Regions from separate parts of the Sus scrofa genome. Here region 1 is linked to region 2. Evidence: chromatin contacts called from public Hi-C data. All regions are on one chromosome and are shown on one strand. The core of a region is the stretch at or near the end of the contact, and the rest is flanking DNA. Distances in the headings are between cores, read along the strand shown. Region 1 holds the start of RWDD1 (RWD domain-containing protein 1). Region 2 holds the start of NT5DC1 (5'-nucleotidase domain-containing protein 1).

Region 1 (2,700 bases), core at 197-2,696, 420 kb before region 2:
TATGTTAGCCTGACTTACCAAGTAATCTTCCACTCCCCCTTATCCCAGCTGCAGCTGGATCCCAAGTCCCAGCCCTAACTCTTACTACCAGTCCTGACACTAACTTGCTAGCCAACCCAGAGCAAGGCATTTAACCTTTCCTGAGCTTCCATTACTTTGCTTCTAGCAAGAGGAAGCCAGGCTAGATGATGTTTGGTACCCTACTATTAGTTCAGTTACCTGTGATCTCACGGAACTGAAATTTGGGCCCCCTCATTCATTTGGGCATTGGGCAAAATGTCAGAATGTTAATAAGAAAAAAAATTTTTTTTTAAAGAAAGAAAAGAAAAACAACGAACTTCAGGGACCGCGCTACTCTCAAAACTGATTCTGGGTAACTTTGAGAACTCACAAACTTTAAAACACCATCTTAGGAAAAACAGCTTCTACCTGAATAAAGGAGAAAATGTGAAAGCTGACACTTCTGCGGCTCTGGAAAGATTCCTCCCACTTGAAATATCCACGTTCGTTTTACTAAATCCCTGGCTGCTAAGTGACACAAAAACCAAAGCGCCCCCGACTGAATCCCAGGCCTGCCTGAAACTCCAGGTACCTCGCCAGCCTCGCCCGGACTTTGAGATTTCAGGGAACTAGCGGAGAGGGGGAAACAGCCATAGAGTCGCTAGTAAATGCTTGTACACACTTCGCGAGAACTAGAGGAAAGTGGTGGGCGAGGAGGCCACGCGGCCTCGCTGTTCCCTTCTCCATCCTGGCCCGGGATGCCGAAGGCCGTGGAGGCTGCGGCCCGTCCCACTCCACAGCCAGGTAGTTGCAGGCCCGCGGCCGCGGAAGTCACCTGTGAAGGAGTCAGGATAGATGGACTCCAGAGCCTCCAGCTCGTTGCGCTGCTCCTCGCCGTAATCTGTCATCGCGGCCCTCGCTGCAGCCCATGGATCACCCAGACACCCAGGCGGCGCGCTGCAGCCGGTACCGCGGCCGCGCCGGGAGAGCAGGCAGCGCCCCGGCGGGCGCAGGCGCAGAGTCCCCGTCTGGAAGGCCTGGGGTCCAAAGCCAGGCTAGGCCTGCTGAGCAACCTCCCCGAAGGGGCCTCCGGCTGCTCCCTAGTTCCGCGTTCGACTCGTTAGGCCTGGCTGCTGGGCTGCCTGACCCACGCCCGGTCGGGATTTGCTGGGATAGGATTGGCGTCTGGTCTGGCATTTGCCACGGACACCTAAGAATTGGTTCCTGGGCTTTGCAGGGCCTGAGCCTGAGAAGCCCCTCAACAAACATAGCACTTCGCTCGATGTATCTGGGCTTGAGGCCGGCCCGGCGTGCCGGGGGCGCATTGGGTAGCCAGGGTCGGCACGTTTGGGCCCCCCGCCAAATTTGTTTCCGGTTTCCGGGTTGTGACCTGGTAGCGGAGACCGACGGGACAGATTCGCGTCTTAGTGCTGGCTAGTGACGGGTCCTAGGTGATTTGTACGGTTCTCGAACCTTCAAGTTCTTGACGTCCCATGGGAGTGTGGGCAGAAGAGCAGAAGTTCTAGTACTGGATCGGGCTGAATAGCCTCAGAGAATCTGGGGAGAAATCAACTCAAAGTCCGTAGACCTTAGTTCTAGATTCAGATCTCTAGGCTTCGCTTTTGAATTTGTAAAATGAACTCGGCTTAATATAGATCCAAATATGTCTGATAGCATATTTCTGTGAATTGAAGAAATGGGTGTTTAAGTTTCTTTAACAGTTTTGGTAAGCAATGTAAAAGTAATTATCATTATTCCGAAAAAGAGTCAGAACCTTTTATTTGGGAGAATGAAACTAAAGAAATAATGACATTGTAATAATGTTCTCTTCCAGTTCATCGCAGCAGTTACGGAGGATTATCAAAGAACTGTTATGACACAAGCTAAGGAAATGGCTTAACAGAATGCTTTTGAGGAAAGACTGCTAATTAGCTATTTGTGTTTATAAGAAACGTGGTTGTATTAAGTTTTTTTTAATGCAAAAAAAATGAAAGGACATATTAAAAGATTTAAAGTTCCAAACAGTTTTCAGACATAATAAAAGGTTTTTCACACTCGTTTGTATTTTCCTTTGTTTTGTTTTCTATATTAAAGCTGGTTTTACTTGTATAGTAGGGGGAACCAGTTTTGTGGGGTTTTTTTGTTTGTCTGTTTTTTAGGGCCGCACTGGCGACATATGGAGGTTCCCAGGCTAGGGGTTGAATCAGAGCTGTAGCTGCCAGCCTGAACCACAACTCAAGGCAATGCCAGATCCTTAACCCACTGAGCAAGGCCAGGGATCAAACCTGCATCCTCATGGATACTAATCAGATTTGTTTCTCCTGACCCACTATGGGAACTCCCTATTTAAGGCATTCTTTTAAACTTTTAGGGAAAAAGTGGGAACTCTCCTGATGAAAATGAATTATACAAGTTGCTTCTTGTTCTGAATATTCTTAGTTCAGAAAAATCATTGAGTTATTGGGGAAGGAGCTTCTGTGCAGAGGGCACAGCCAATGCTAAGGTCATAAGGTGGGAGCCCACTTGGTGTTTTGGAAGCTGGTGTGGCAGATGAACATCATGTAGGGTCATCAGGGAGTTTAGTTTAAAGAGTAACAGTCTGACTCTGTTACTTTAGAAAGACCCCAGTGGCTACTGAGTATAAATATATTTAAGAGCAACAAGCCTAAAAGTATGGAGACCTTTTAGGAGGCTATGGTA
Region 2 (2,786 bases), core at 138-2,637:
CACCACGGCCAGGGGTTGAACTTGCATCCCAGCACTCTAGAGATGGAAGATACCGCTGTGCCACAGTGGGGACTCTACCCTTTTCCCTTTTAATCCTTGCAACAACCTTTCTGGGTAAATCCAACTATCAGCCCCACTTTACAGATGGGGAAACTAACAGGCACAAGTTAAGTAACTAGCCCAAGGTCACGGAGTAGTAACAGAAGGCCTTTGCCTGAAAGGCACTTTGACCGCAGAGTCCTCCCTTTGACTACCATAACCAGCTTTTCTGACTTGGATACTTAGACCTTTGACTTAAAATATTTTTTTCTGTTATTTTTTCACAGTAAGTTTCCTTGCGAAACCAAAGGAATGGGAGAAGGAGAACAATTCATTTAAGGTCATAAGTGTAGAATCATACATCCTCCACTTCTCCCTTCCTCCTAAAGTGCACTGAGGACCCAGGCTGTTGTCAGGGACAGAACTCACTCAAGGTACATGGAGCACGCAGTAGGTGAGCAATATTTATTTCCTTCTCCTGGTAAAAGGCGAAATCAGAGCTAAGATCTTAAGAACTTGTCGGTTAGTCTTTCTTCCTATATACCACACAATCCTTCCCAGACTGCAGGGTTTAAAAACTGACAGGTGGTCGCATGGATGTGCAAAAGAAAAAAATACAGCCAAGGAAAATATATGTCGCTAACCAGGTGGCTGTATCGATGCTCTGCGGGTGGTCAGAATGATTAGCAGAGAAATTCCAAGGCCAGGGATCTGCAAAGGACACCCCCAGGTCCCCTAATCCCGCCCTTCCTCTGCCCCAGGAACCGCTTCCCCAGCCCGATCTTGCACGATTTAACCCTCTCCTTCGCCCCTTTTCTTCCCTACTCATCTCTCAAACTTGGCTATGGGCTGAGCTAAATAAGCGGGCGCCCCCAGGATCGGCAGGGACAGAGGGGATGCACATTTCCTCCCCGCCTCGCGGTGGGAGGCCGACTCCTGCGCAAAGGCGCGGCGGCTGCAGGGCCCCGGCGACGCTCGCCGCCGTCGCCGCCGCGGAAGCCGGGAGGAAACTCGAGCCCCAGCCGCCATGGAGGCTGCACGCCGTGCGCCCCGGCAGCCCGCGCCACTCACCCGAGCGCTCTCGGGCAGGTTGTAGCGACACAGAGTGTGGTCCAGGTCGAAGCCGACCACGTCGCAGGCGGCCAGGGAGAAGTGCTGAGCCATAGTGCGCGGGGTGCACCGGCAAGCGCCTACACGCGGGTACCCGGCGAGGAGTGCGCAGAGAGGACGCTGCGGGACGGCCCGGCACGACGCGGCGGGGCGGGACGGGGCGGGGCTGCGGCCGCCCCGTGGACGCGGCGCGGAGGCCTCTAGCTCTTCCCGCGCCCGCCAGCCCCGCCCCCGGCCACGCTTATGCCCGCCCCTCGCGGCCGGCCTGCCTGGCTCTCCGCCCGCAGCTTCGCAGCTGGGAGATCTGCTGGCACCCACATGCAGGCTCCTGCCGCACCGTTACCACCGTCACTCCCTCCGTGAAGGCCGAACGCAGGATGTGACCTGGAGCCGTGCCACTACTGCAGGATTTGGGGCGCAACTAAGACCCTGTTGGAAGGTAGCCTTAGCCACAAAATTAACCCGGGCTTCCCTTCGTTTTCCAGGCGCCTGGGAAACCAAGGGACTATCAAGTTACACCTGACCCTTTTATTCTTATATGCGAAATAATGTAAGATTATGGAGAAAATTTTATCCACTAATATCCCTCTGACCCAATTAGCCTATAATTTGGAAGATTTTTTTCCCCACGAGATCTCTAACTATGGATTAAATTTTTAAAAGTCTTATATTCCAGGAGTTCCCATCGTGGCACAGTGGTTTACGAATCCGACTAGGAACAATGAGGTTGCTGGTTCGTTCCATGGCCTTGCTCAGTGGGTTAAGGATCTGGCGTTGCCATGAGCTGTAGTGTAAGCCGCACATGTGGCTCGGATCCCGTGTTGCTGTGGCTCTGGCGTAGGCCGGTGGCTACAGCTCCGATTCGACCCCTAGCCTGGGAACCTCCATATGCCAAAGGAGTGGCCCTAGAAATGGAAAAAAGACAAATAAATAAATAAATAAAAATCTTATATTCCATAGTAAATAGTGGGAGGGCTTTCAACATTTCATCCCCTGGAGACGTTAGAAAATAAAGTTATTAGAAATCGTGAAGGACCATTTTGCAAAATGACAATGATTAAGGAAACCAATATTGGTTGTTATTTGATTATCCTATTTTTTTTAATTGTAATGAATGTTTCTATGAAAGGACGTTGGAAACTTCATAGAACATACCATAAAAGAGAGAATTTTATGCAAACAGAGGTTTTAAAATTTATAGAACACAGTGATTTGAGTGACAATGTTCTCAATTCTCTCAAGGACTGTATATAGCCAGTATCGTTTTGGATGTATAGGAGAAAAGTTAATTCATTACATACAATGGATGCTCAGAGCATTTATTTCTGAGAATCCCTGGATATGAAGGACTAAGACTTTGAGATCTTTAAAATCATTTAAGAGAGTCTCCTGGCTCAGCAGGCAGACATCATGTCCCCAAGGGTGTGAGTTCCATCCCTGGCCTTGCTCAGTGGGTTAAGGATCTGGAGTTGCCTCAAGCTGCTGCATAGGTCACAGATGCACCTCAAATCTGGTGTTGCTGTGGCTATGGTGTACTCCTGCAGCTGCAGCTCAGATTCAACCTCTAGCCTGGGAACTTCCATACGCCACAGGTGTGGCTATAAAAATAAATAAATACATACATACATAAATAAATA

The links. A called contact is a pair of places that touch in the nucleus more often than the background predicts.
Region 1: a contact with region 2 is called in a Hi-C map of skeletal muscle, with 2.2 times the contacts expected there. The contact joins the promoter of RWDD1 here to the promoter of NT5DC1 in region 2. A contact is called at or near these places in 1 of 5 promoter capture datasets (fetal skeletal muscle), 1 of 47 Hi-C or Micro-C datasets (skeletal muscle) and 2 of 2 datasets of contacts at active chromatin or transcription factors (alveolar macrophages and skeletal muscle).

The regions. Positions count from the first base shown.
Region 1 is chr1:82,160,117-82,162,816 of Sscrofa11.1, reverse strand. RWDD1 (RWD domain-containing protein 1) reads right to left here and starts at 1,446. Exons shown (of 7, transcript XM_001928520.6): 1 at 836-1,446. The coding sequence starts at 908.
Region 2 is chr1:81,744,519-81,747,304 of Sscrofa11.1, reverse strand. It overlaps NT5DC1 (5'-nucleotidase domain-containing protein 1), which reads right to left and starts at 1,387. Exons shown (of 12, transcript XM_001928200.4): 1 at 1,111-1,387. The coding sequence starts at 1,203.